Regions from separate parts of the Mus musculus genome. Here all the other regions are linked to region 2. The links are chromatin contacts, called in public HiChIP or PLAC-seq maps. All regions are on one chromosome and are shown on one strand. Each heading gives the region's core, a stretch centred on a gene start, on an enhancer-like site or on the middle of the called end of the contact. The rest is flanking DNA. Distances are from core to core; before and after follow the strand shown.

Evidence for each region. HiChIP or PLAC-seq counts read pairs in DNA pulled down with a chosen protein or histone mark.
Region 1: a contact with region 2 is called in an RNA polymerase II HiChIP or PLAC-seq map of embryonic stem cells, with 12 read pairs. The contact joins the enhancer-like site here to the promoter of Wdr35 in region 2. A contact is called at or near these places in 3 of 39 promoter capture datasets (the 3T3-L1 cell line, embryonic stem cells and maxillary cranial neural crest), 7 of 115 datasets of contacts at active chromatin or transcription factors (bone marrow-derived macrophages, craniofacial prominence, embryonic limb bud and 3 more) and 2 of 9 other capture datasets (adipose tissue and liver).
Region 3: an H3K4me3 HiChIP or PLAC-seq map of embryonic limb bud shows a contact between it and region 2, with 2.1 times the contacts expected there. The contact joins the enhancer-like site here to the promoter of Wdr35 in region 2. A contact is called at or near these places in 1 of 39 promoter capture datasets (cranial neural crest), 4 of 115 datasets of contacts at active chromatin or transcription factors (embryonic limb bud, embryonic stem cells and neural tube) and 2 of 9 other capture datasets (adipose tissue and liver).

Annotation. Positions count from the first base shown.
Region 1 is chr12:8,866,544-8,870,691 of GRCm38.p6, reverse strand. No RefSeq gene overlaps it. Among named protein-coding and RNA genes, the nearest start is that of Gm33483, 11 kb to the left of the region's middle. Within about 2 kb of position 1,896, at least 10 of the 459 cell types and tissues checked have an H3K27ac peak or open chromatin away from gene starts, as enhancers often do. A contact at or near this core is called in embryonic stem cells, where this site is marked.
Region 2 is chr12:8,971,588-8,975,573 of GRCm38.p6, reverse strand. Wdr35 (WD repeat domain 35) reads right to left here and starts at 1,573. Exons shown (of 27, transcript NM_001159527.1): 1 at 1,395-1,573; 2 at 523-640. The coding sequence starts at 1,418. Matn3 (matrilin 3) reads right to left here. Exons shown (of 8, transcript NM_010770.4): 8 at 3,546-3,986.
Region 3 is chr12:8,844,375-8,848,475 of GRCm38.p6, reverse strand. No RefSeq gene overlaps it. Among named protein-coding and RNA genes, the nearest start is that of Gm33418, 15 kb to the right of the region's middle. Within about 2 kb of position 1,840, at least 69 of the 459 cell types and tissues checked have an H3K27ac peak or open chromatin away from gene starts, as enhancers often do. A contact at or near this core is called in embryonic limb bud, where this site is marked.

The DNA.
Region 1 (4,148 bases), core at 647-3,146, 110 kb after region 2:
CCTATTATCTGTTTTTTTCTTTCAGTTATTCCATTATCTATAACTCTTATGTCTGGAATTATACTGGCCTATATAGAAGCTGGGGAGTCAGCAATAAGTAAACCCTAGTCTCTATAGGTGACGAGATAAAGCTGAGCTATGACAGTAAATGTAAAGGAGGTCTGAACCCAATATATACAGAGGGCATTGCTGAGGCCATCACCACACAAACCTGGGCTCCAGGGTGCTTGCTAGCCATGCAGAAACGTGTCTCTAAACTGGTCCTGATGCCTGAAGACCCTGTCTTTCTGCTCAGTTCTCCTGTCCTCACTAACCACACACATAGACACGCAGGCCGTCTCTGCAGGCATGCACGCGCATGCACACATGCACACACACTCACTCACGCACGCACGCACAGCGACACATTTCACACCTTCTCCCAACCCTGCCTCTGCCCGGTCAGTGACCCCAGTGCACAGACCTTTACAACCACCATGACACTCCTAGCTTTAGGACTCCTCTGCTACTTGGAAGGAACTACAGTATCTAGAAACTTCTACCTCCCCCTCCCCCACCCCCTCCCCCAATTATAACCTTAAACACAAAGCAGTATGAGGGGGATGCAGGCCAAACGGCATATTCTACATAATAGCTTGGTTTGGGTAGATGTCTTGGAAGAAGAGGCTGCCACCTGGGCCTCAACGAAACATGGGATAGTGAAAACGATGAAAGATTTTGCAGTTTTTGGTTTTTTGTTTTGTTTGTTTTGTTTTTGTTATCTTAAAGACACGATAAATCTGGCCTTTCAGGATGCACTCACAGCTGACCTGGCTTCAGGTAGTGATGCATCCAGAGTCCAGAGAAATGTCCATAGCGCTTTGTATCTGCTCCTGTTTCCCAAGTACATTCTTACCAGATCAGAGACCAAACTGACTTTAGCGTGGAGCATCCTCAAGAGCGCCACCAGAAAAATCGTCAAGGACTTTGATTGGCCCAGTATGAAGGCACGCGTGCAATTCGGAACCAATCCTTATGACTAGAGACATGGAGTTCTCTGACTGGCCAGCTCTGAGCTGTGTACCTACTTCTCCGGCGGGCCAGCTCCACTGCAGGGGATGGGCATAAGGGAGCAGGCTCTGTTGTTATTAGCACAACTGGGGTGGTAAAGCAAACAAACAAAACCCCAAATCAATAGCACTCAAGGACCTCTGCCTTGAATAACAGTCCTCCCTTTGATACTTCACACTTCTTAAGCTCCAGTATAAAGAATGTGTTCAGCTTGTTTATCAGGAGATAACGCTAAGCCCAGTGTTCCTATCACTGAGTTAGTTTCACAGTAGGGAAATAGCACATCCAGATGTTACACATGATTGCTCTGTTCTCTTGTAACAGGAACCAAGAATCCTGTGGAGTCCCTTGAGCCATTTATGCTAGCTCAGTGGTTCTCATCCTTCCTAATGCTGTGGCCCTTTAATACAGTTCCTCATGTTTTGGTGACCCCAACCATGAAATTATTTCATTGCTACTTCCTAGCTATAATGATACTGTTACAAGTCGGAATGTAAATATCTGATATGCGACCCCCACAGATTGAAAACCACTGGGCTGCAGCGATGAATTTGGAGCTCCCAAATAGAACCTTCCTTGGAAGACCGGGTAGGCCAAGGGTGTTGTTTGTTGTTGTTGTTGTTGTTGTTGTCTGTACTCCTTGAAGGTGACTTTGAGCTGGAGAATGATGCAGGGGGCTGGCTGGCTGCCCAGCTCCACCTCTGTGAGTTGACCAAGCCGCTGAAGGTTAGGCTCTGGTGTCCTTGACACTTCCCAGCAGGATTCTGATGCTAAGGCCTGCGTTTCAGTAGGAAAAGGTCATGCCCTTCAACCTGCCTCAGGGAGAAGTGAATCAAGCGAGCAGCTTTACCTGCCTGCCCAGGCAAGTCTGGGTTTCCCCTATTTTCCCTGCCTTATTATGCGGGATCCCTCTGTTGCAACCTTTATGCTTCATCCTTAGCAACCGACACCTTTTGGGATGCTTGGACACCACCTCCTAGCTGTGACTCTATCTCGGCTGGCTCAAGGATATTGGTTTAGTTACTTTCAGTGGGGAAGAGAGACTGATTTCAACTCACTGTTCAAGAACAAACCATCCATCATGGCAGAGAAGACTGGGTGCTGGAACTAGCTCTTAGCTGTGATGGCAGGAACATGAGGGTACTTTCTCACATCTCCATGGATCAGGAATTGGACAGCTTTGGATCAGAACTGAGACTGGGCCATAAGAGGTCCAGCTCTCAGCAGCCGACTCCCTCCAGCTAGGACCTGACACCTAAAGTTTCCACAGCTGTAACAGACAGCACTACCAGCTGGGGACCAATTGGTCAAATACATGAGCCTGTGGGACTTTCAGATTCAAACCATGTCAGATACCTTTCCCACAACCCTCCAGAGTACAGTGTCTTTGTCCAGTGCAGGCTCTTGTCACTGAAATGTTCCTACACGATGCTTCTCACACTATGGGCCCAGGGACTTCTAGAAAAAAGACTTTGCTCTTCTCCTTAATGTATTCCTGTGAATCCATCAGTCATTTATGGATTCCTACCCATTACATGCCAAGGGCCTGTTAGAGGCAGAAAGCTTTCCCTGGAGTTGTGTGTGGTCCAGTAGAGCAGACAGGCATAGAAACAGACAGTTATGACACAAATGGATAGCGGTATGTGCTCTGTATTGTGAGGGCTCAGAGAAGCACTAAGTCTGTCTTGGGCAGGGGTGAGCATAGTAAGGATGGGAGTAATGGAACGGAAGTCACCTCATGTCATCACAGCCAGAGTCTACAACAACTGCTTCATTCACTCAGGTATTTGTTCTCATTATTCTGAAGTGCTTTAAAAGAGTGTCAAATTCCAAAGGTCTACTTCATGCGCCTCCCCAGAGGAACACCCTATCTTACTTACTATCTTAACAAATTTGTACACATACATGCACACATACACACAGGCACACACTCTCTTACATGAGTGGTCACACAATAGTCATCCCTTTTCTCATTTGACACCTTGAAGCTCATTCCAAATCACGAGGAACATTCCAGTCAACTGCATAGTATTAGCATAGAAATGCTCTGGTCAGCCAGTTGCCTATAGTGCTGGATACTGATTTTTAAATTGCTTACTATTACAAATATTATATCATAAATAATCATGTATATGAATTATTTTTCATGTATACATAGACACAGAAATGTTGGATTAAGGACAGATTCATATTAGTTTTATCTACCTGGTATCTAACACCTAACTCTTAAAAACATATGATAGAGCTTTATCAAGTTTTCCTTCTAATCTACAATTAGCATAGCCCTTTGCTGTGGCCAGAAAACCCAGGCAGCCTCGAGGAGCTAGAGGAGGAGGCAGCAAAAAAAAAAAAAAGAGGAAGAGGAGGATAACACTTCATTTCATGCTTGATCTTTGACAAAATAACTAATTTCCCCTTTTCTCTTTTAACTATGTTTAATATTTATAAAAATTCAAAATTATTTAATATAACTAGCATATTTTGCATAACCTTAATTAACATTTTTAATTGCTATGATGAAACACTATGGCCAAAAATAATTTGGGAAGGAAAGGGTTTATTTCATCTTAGAGTCCCTCATCACAAACCATCTCTGAAGGAAGTCAGGGCAGGAACTCAAGTCTGGAACCTGCAGGCAGGAGCTGATACAGAGACCATGGAGGGTGCTGCTTACTGACTGGCTTGTTTCTCATGGCTTACTCAGCCTGCCTCATTAGACACCGCAGGACTACCTGTCCTAGGGTGGCACTGCTCACGATGGGCCAGGCCCTCCCCACCCATCATTCACTAATCCACAGGCTTGTGGACAGACAATCTTATGGAGGCATTCTTCTCCATTAGGAATTTCCTCTTCTCACACATATTAAACTGACAAAACCCAACCAGCATAGTATGTAAATATATCCATCTTAAATATGTAAACATATAGGATAATATTGTACAATGAATAAATAGTATAAATCTTCTTACATTTTATACAACACAGAATTGATTTAAATTTATTTAGGTTTATGTGTTATATGCATTTAAATGTGAATACATAACTTGGCAAGGTGGCATACTGTGTGAGGATTACGCACAGCTATGTTGAGACTACA
Region 2 (3,986 bases), core at 324-2,823:
GAGTTTGCTGTGCAAGTGTGAGGGCCTGACCTCAGAGCCCCAAAACTCATACCTAACACAGGGATCAGATCACGCTCCTGTAATCTCAGAGAGGACACAGGAGGCAGACACAGATGGAAGTTTTCAGGCCAACTAGCCTGTCCTACATGGCAACTTCTCAGGCCTGTCTCAGAAGACTCTGCCTCAGAAACAGTGACAGGAGGGGCTTGAGAGATGGGTCTGTGGTTAAGAACACGTGTTGTTCTTGAAGAGAACCAGTGGTCAGTTCTCGGCACCTACAAACCATCTGTAACTAGTTACAAAGGAAAAGATCCCATGCCCTCTTCTGGCCCCCACAGGCACTACATGCATGTGACACCATAAAATACGTTCAGGCAAAACACCCATACCATAAGAATAAACCCCTTTAAAAAAATTAAAACTTCATAATGACAAATACCATAAGTAGGTCTCACTAGCCACTAGCCACTAGCCACTGCTTTCTACCAGTTTCACACATCTGTACTGGTGATGATCACTTACCTGTCTGTGTCTCGAGTCTTAAAACTTTCAGTAATCCATCCTCACCGCCACATGCTATGAACCCTTGGTCCTTGTTCCAGGATATACATTTCAGCTTCACATTATTGGGAACAGCAATCTGTAAACACGAATCACAGTGATGCTAGCTTTTCACGAAGGAGTTGGAGGATCTCCATCCAGGAGATATAGACAGGCAAACATCTTCCAAGAAGAAACCTGCCCGAACTTGTCGTAGCCCATGTTACCAATCCCAGCACTGAGGCAGAAGGGTGGAAAGTTGGAAGCTGGCCTGGGCTACACAGCAATATCCTGTCTCAAAAAAGAGCATGAAAAAGGGAGAGAGAAACAATAACGCCCTGCAGCAAAATGAACTATTATGAAAATGGCTGTGGTCTTCTTAAATGTTCTGAGCCCTAGCATTCTGTAAAGAAGTGCACATAAAGGAAGGTGATTGCCAAGGAAGCGGGCGGGAACGGGGTGGGGGTGTCTGAACTGAGGCGGGAACTGAGACATAAATTCGTATCGCTGCTGCTCTTACTTCCTTTCCCACACCACACTTATATTTCTCTCTTAGGGCAGACTGTCATAATCTACCTTCTGGATCAACAAGTAGCAGAGGAAAGACCACCAGCGCTTGGTGATCACTTTTTATCACTGAAAAGAAACTTGGCATGACTGGAATGTGGAAGAATCCTGAGAAAGAGCTGCTGGCTCTGCCAAGGACTACCGGAGCACAGAGACCTGTGAGAGGAGATAGGTGACAGGAAGATGGAGAAGCTGCCTGGCAGCCGCCTGCAGTCCCGGGAGAATGCGGGCACCGGCGGGCTACAGGAATGGAGGCGGCGCGACGGCGGTCCCCAGGAGAAACTCACTTTCTTGCTCAGGTAGAAGAACATCGTGGGAACTCGGAGAAGACGACCCACAGCGGTCAAGGCACGCTAATATATAACGGGTTCTACACCTCCATTTGCGAGCACTGGTGGATCGGAGAAGCTCCCGTCGCCTGGCAACCACCGCCGCCCAGTCGCATCCGGGGCGCTTAGAGAACTTCCGGCGTGGCCTCCCGCCCCGTGTTGGTCGTCGTGCGCCTGCGCGGGCGATGGGGCGGCTGTGTAATTGGTGTGGGGTGAAGTTGATCAGTTCTTCAATGCCTTGGCTTCGAGCCTTTCTGCTCTCAGTTTAGCGATCTGCCATGCGTATCTCTCCCAGCGCCGTCCCTTCATCCCCGCCGCTGTGTTACAACATCACGCTAATAGTCGTGCGTCAGGAGTCAGTATAAGCTAAAGGGAGCCCCTTCCAAAAAAGGTCTCAGGAGTTCTGTGTTTTCTCTCTAACCGCTCCACCCGACCCCGACCAATATTCTTGAAAAGAACGTCAGTTGTTGCATTTGGTAGGCTGGCACCATCGGACAAATAAAAAATGGCAGTGCAGATGTGCATTTTGAGGACTGCCTTCTTTGAGAGAACTACAGAGCCCTCTGAAGCAATTTAGGAGTGGGCACTATTATTTTGCGTTGGATTAGGGTTCTTATGGCTGCGACAAAACACCATGACCAAAAAGCAAGGTGAGGAGCTTGAAAGGGTTTAGTTGGCTTACACGTCCATACTGCTGTTCATAATCTAAGAAAGTCAGCAGGAACTCAAACAGGGCAGTAGAAACCTGGAGGCAGGAACAGATGCAAAGGCCATAGAGAGTTTTCTTATAGAACCCAGAACCACCAGCCCAGGGATGGCCCTCCCCAATCAATAACTAGTTTTTTAAAATGCCGTACAGCATTTCAGATAACTCTAGTTTGTGCATCAAGCTGACATAGGACTAGCCAACACAGAATCCTTAAAACACCTTAAAAATTATGTCAAGGGTCCTTGTAATGGGAGTAATATGACCTTTGGGTCATTAAAGCTACAACTACATTGTGGCGTACCCTCCCGTTTCAAAATATGTGAGGTGTTAGAGCTTTTCTATCCAGAGAGTGATTTTTCTATATTTCTCTTAACTTTTTGTACATCTTCCCTCGTGTGTGCATGTATGTGGAAGCACATGTGCAGACCAGAGACCTACATCATGTACCTTCTTCAATAACTTGCCATCTCATTTTCTGAGGCAGGATATCTCCGTAACCTTGGAACTTACAGTGTGGGCGAGACTGCCCCGCCAATGACCTCCAGCATCGCTTGATCCCCTCTCAACACGGGGGTTACAGGTGCAGCACAGCTAACCAGGCTTCTAGGAGTGCTGGGGATCCAAACACTTGTCCTCATGTTTGCAGCAAGCACTTCACCCACTGAGCCATTTTCCCATGTCCCCATTGTCCTTTGGGGTATCCTGATGTTAACAAAGTTCCCAAATCTAGACATTCAGGTGGATCCAGTCCTGTGGAGGTATTTGGTCTCACCCATTTTTGTGTTATTTTTGGTTTTCCTTTTTAACATAATCTGCAACTATCAATATTGGCTCATATATCCTAGTGTGCACTTCATACAGAAGTGTTAAGTTCCCCACTTGAGTCTTCCCTACCACAAGCACACAACCTTTGAACCCTTTGACTTCAGGCAATTGTCTCACCACATCTAGAAGTTAAGGGTCCAAGTGTTTTTTATTTCAGTGTGGATGTTCCTCAAAATCAAACAACAACTAAAACCTAAAGATAGATCTACCATATTATCCAACCATGTCACTATCAGGTACATACCCAAAGAATCGGAAGCAACATAAAATAGAGATGCCTGTACCCCTGTGTTTAACACCACACCATTTACAATAGCCAAGTGGCACAGTCCATTCATAAATTTAAAAAGTGGCATGTGGGGCTGGAGAGAGAATGTTCAGTGGTTATGAGCACTGACTGTTCTTCCAGAGGTGAGGGTTCAATACCCAGCAACCACATGGCACCTCACAACTGTCTGTAACTACAATTCCAGACATACATGTAGGTTGTGTGAGGACCTGACACCCTCACCACACAAACATACATGCAGGCAAAACACCAATGCAATACAAATAAATAAAGTTTTTAAAAGGTGGCATGTATACACAGAGGATTATTATTCAACTATCAAGAAGAAACAGAAGATAATATCCAGACATGATTGGGATTCTGAAAATGTCACAGTGAGGGGCTGGCAAGATGGCTCGGCAGGCAGAGGCACCCACCTCCAAGCCTGATGACCAACCGGATCACTAGAACACAGTGGCGGAAGGAGAGAAGCCATTCCACAAACCGTCCACCCACACACGTCCACATGTGCTGTGGTGCGTGTGCACCCATGCAGACATAAGCACACGCATGCGCACAAACACTAGCTCAAGCACATGCACACTTCTGTAATCACATTTTCCCCCACTGGTTTTATTTAGGAACTTCTTTCTGTTTACCCTGAACTTACTAACATTTTATGCCTCAACAGAGGCATGAGATTAAATTATTGAAAGAGTATCATCACCATTTCATTCTTTCAGTTTCT
Region 3 (4,101 bases), core at 591-3,090, 130 kb after region 2:
CAACACCATCCCCTTTGGTCACATTTTCTGACCTCTAAACTGGTAGAGGTCTCTCTCCCTACCACATACCATTGCTGTCTCTCCCAACCTTGACTGCATCATCTATCACAGGAGGCCCAGGCCCAATGTGCACCGGGTGAGTGACTGCTTCTGCTGACCCTGACTCGGGCAGTACCACTCACACTGAGCTATGCATTAGTACATGCTATGATACACCCACGCTGAGTTCATTCATCCAGCTCTGAGCCAGATACTGTGTTCTCCATTCTCTCCTGATGCTTGCACTATTGGGGAAGTGTCCCAGATTGATTCTCATCTGTATGTAAACAATGAGGAAATGCTATGGCATGGTACACCAAGGGAAAGAAGCTAAACGCAAAAGGTCAGAAGTTCTGTGTTTGTGTGGGATGTGGGGAACCAGCAAATGCGTAGAGGCAGAAAGTAGATGAGTGTTTACCTACGGTCGTGAGGAGGGTGAGGTGGAGACTCTGCTATTTGCTATGGGGCTCTTTGTGGGGAGGGCAGAAATGTGGACCTGGATAGTGGTGATGGTTATACAACTTGTAACTATACTAAAATCATGTAATTGTGTGCTTTCAAATGGCGAGTTTGATGGTATTTGAATTATATCATAATTAAAAAGAAATATCAGTTGACAGATTTTTTTTCCTTCTGCACTCTATTCTCAAACTTTAAACTTTATTATTATTTTTTCTTATTCCAAAGAGCCACCTGGAATACTTACTTGAAGTGCGGGTTCCTGGGCCACTCTTTGGCTGCTTCACATTCAAGGGCTGGGCGTAGCCCAGGGATCTGCCTTCCCTCGCTATATTCTAAGTATGGCTTCCCTGTAGCCCCAAGGCTCGGGTGAGAGAATTTTCTGAGCAAACCTCAGAACCTCAAAAGACAAATAAAATTCTTTAACCTATTATTTCGGGGGGTGGGGGGATGCTGAAGCTTTCAAACACAACCCAAACTTTGTTTTTCGTCTGCTTCTTATTAAAAACAGACGGGAACCTAAAGAAAGCCCGTCAGGGGTAGGTAATGAAGTGGTCCTGATCACAGAAAAAGAGCAGAATGGAAAAACTGCCTACAGCAAACCACAAAAAAAAAAAAAAGTCTTCTGCCTCCAGTGCTCAACAGAGCCATTCAGAGAAAAATACCTCAGCGGCCACAAGAGAACTTAATTTGGGGAAGGGGAACAAAAATGAGTAAATCAAGCTTGGTGCCCCCTTGTGCAAATGCGCACTTACAGATACCCACCCACTCCCACGGACTCAAAACTCTAAGCTTTGCTGCACACTCCCTGATTGGGGCTTTCTTTGGGGTTACCAGGAAGCTGAGCTGTAAATCGGCGTTAGAATGTGATCAAAAGCGATGTCTGCATGCAATTATTTTGTTTTGAGACCAGAGCTCGGAGGCAGTGCCTTTAAAGTCCTGGCATGGTCACGTGAGGGGCTCTCTCGTACATACACATGTATGACTTTGGTCCCTGACAAAGAGACAAGACAAAGGCCTGAGTTTCCTCGTTGTTGTCTCTTTGTTTCCAGTGCTGTGTGACCCTTGCAGCTAGAACGACCCTCTCCTCCATTTCCTTGGCCGGTCCTCACCCACTGCGAGAGGAAGTCTCTCACTCATAACCTCTTGCCCCGAAAGTAGCAGTTAGTGTAATTTGAGTACAGATATCCCTTGCTTAACAGAAATTCACTTAACAAAACTCTAAATTGAATAAGGGGTAAATGAAAGGAAATACCATTGGGGAGGCCTGTCTACTGAGCTCCGAGGACTATGCTGAGGCAAGTTCACAGAGACCAGAACCCCCACATGGAGGCGTTATGGTGCGCTGGGCTGGAGCAAAGAGTCTGGAGTCCCCAGTGGTCACAAGGTTAGGAAGTGGCACTATGAAGGGACAGCATCTGGCTCTAACAAATCTCACTCTGCTGAGGCTCAGCAGTGAGCTAGAAGGCACAAGCAACCTCATCTCACCCTCTGGCCCCCAACTCCGGCCACCAGGATGTGCTAGCTCCTGGGTTCCTTGGGGGGATTAAATGACATGTGAAGGTGACACACTTGGTGTAGTAACTGGCACCTGTGGAGGGTGCATGAAGTACCTACTGGTGTTCCTTCCTCCAGATAGAACCACTGTCCTAGAGCCGTGTGTGTGTGTGTGTGTGTGTGTGTGTGTGTGTGTGTGTGTGTGTGATTCTTTTTTGTTGAGAAGCATTTCCCATCACTTCACTGGTCTTTCCACTGTTGGAGGAAGAAGATGAAGGTCCACAGGGGTTGGGAGAGGGGGCTGAAGCTCTCGCTTTGCAGTACAGATCAGAAAGAACATAGGATAAGGCCTGCCACCTTCTAAGTTAGCTATCCCTGCACTCCTCAGCACTGCCCTCTGTAAAATGGAGGAAGGCTTGTGAAAATTAATATAACATGTTTGGGCCCAGTTAGGAGGCTCAGCAAGTCAAGGAACTGCTACTCGACAACCTGAGTTTGACCCCCCAGGACCCACAGGGTGGGAGGAGAGAACCAACTCTTGAAATTTTCCTCTGATTTTCATATCCATGCAGTGGCTATGTGCGCATGCACACCCTAAATAGGTAAATGTAACTCAAGTGTTTAAGTGTTTAATGAAATAAATATATGTTACAGTATTTAGAAAAGGAACCTGAGAGAGTAGTTCTAGACTCTAGGTCTATTACAAGTCTATTCTGTCATAGCTGGCTTGCTAAAGCCACTGCCATCTGTGGTACGTGCATGCGAGATGGTCAGACTCGGGGCATCAGATGGTGCCAAGTCCACCCGGCCTACAGACAGCAGGCATAGGAGCCAAGTGTTACATTCGGGAATGGAACTGCCAACAATGTCACACTGTGGTGGTGGCAAGCCTCGTACCCTGAGTCACAGGCTGTGATCTAGGCCCCTGAACACGGGGGCAGGTTCACCTTTTCTTGCCTCCCTGGACCTGTCTGTCCCTTAGAAGCCCTGGCTCTGCCCTGCTTCAGCTTCTGCTCTCGCCCTGCCTGCCCTTTCTAGCCCAACTCATTAACTATGAGGAGGAAGCCCTACAGGGAATGAGACTTCGATAGTTCATAGCAGATCTCCATAGCCCAGAGCAGTGCCTGGACCACAAGCAAATGAATGAATGAATGAATGAATGAATGAATGAATATCTCCGACTCCATGCCACCCTTTGCTTCTTTTCTTCATCCTTCTGGAAGCCTCCTCCTCATTAGATGTTCCTCTCGCTGACTCCTTTGTTTCTTTATAGTATGTAGGGGACAGACAGGCACAGCTAGTGTTACTGTGTATCAACCTGTCTCAGTAGTGTGTTGTCTACACACTGAAGGCTTTTGGTGACCCTCATTAAGCAGGCTCATCAGGACCATCTTCCCCAGCCGCCTGTGCTCAGCCTTACATCTCTGTCATACTGCAGTAACACTTAATACTTTAAACTTCCTCATTCTAGTGATGTCTGTCATGGTGATTTGTGACCAGTGTTACCGTTTTAATTGTTTTTGAGGCAGCAAGAACCACAGTTGTATAAGACCACAAAGATGATAAACATCACGTGTGCCCTGATTTCTCCACCGACAGACTGTGCGCCACTCTCCTTCCTCTTTGCTCAGGCCTCTGTTTGTAGAGACACAAGAGTATTGAAATTAGGTCACTTGATAACCCTGCAATGGCTTCTAAGAGTTGTTCAGGTGGAAGAGTCACACCATCTCTCACTTTAAATCAAAAGCTAGACATAATGAAGGTTCACGACGAAGGTGTGTTCAAAGCTGAGACAGGCTAAAGTCCAGAGTGTGCCCTGCAACAGCCGCATTGTGAATGCCAGTGAAGAATTCCCAAAGGATGTTAAGAGCGCTCTGTCTGCAAGTACATCACCTGTGCTAAGAAAGTAAAACGTGATTACTGATATGGAAAAGAGTTTAAGTGGTCTTGATAGGTCGGAGGAGCCAAACATTTCCATAGTCATGCCTAACCCTGAGTGAGACTGGACTTCAGTTCTATGAAAGCTGTTTGGAATGGAGCACGGCCGTCTCATGAGGGTGTTAAAAAATAAAAGCCGCTTCCCAAGCTTCAAAGTGCAGAGGGAAG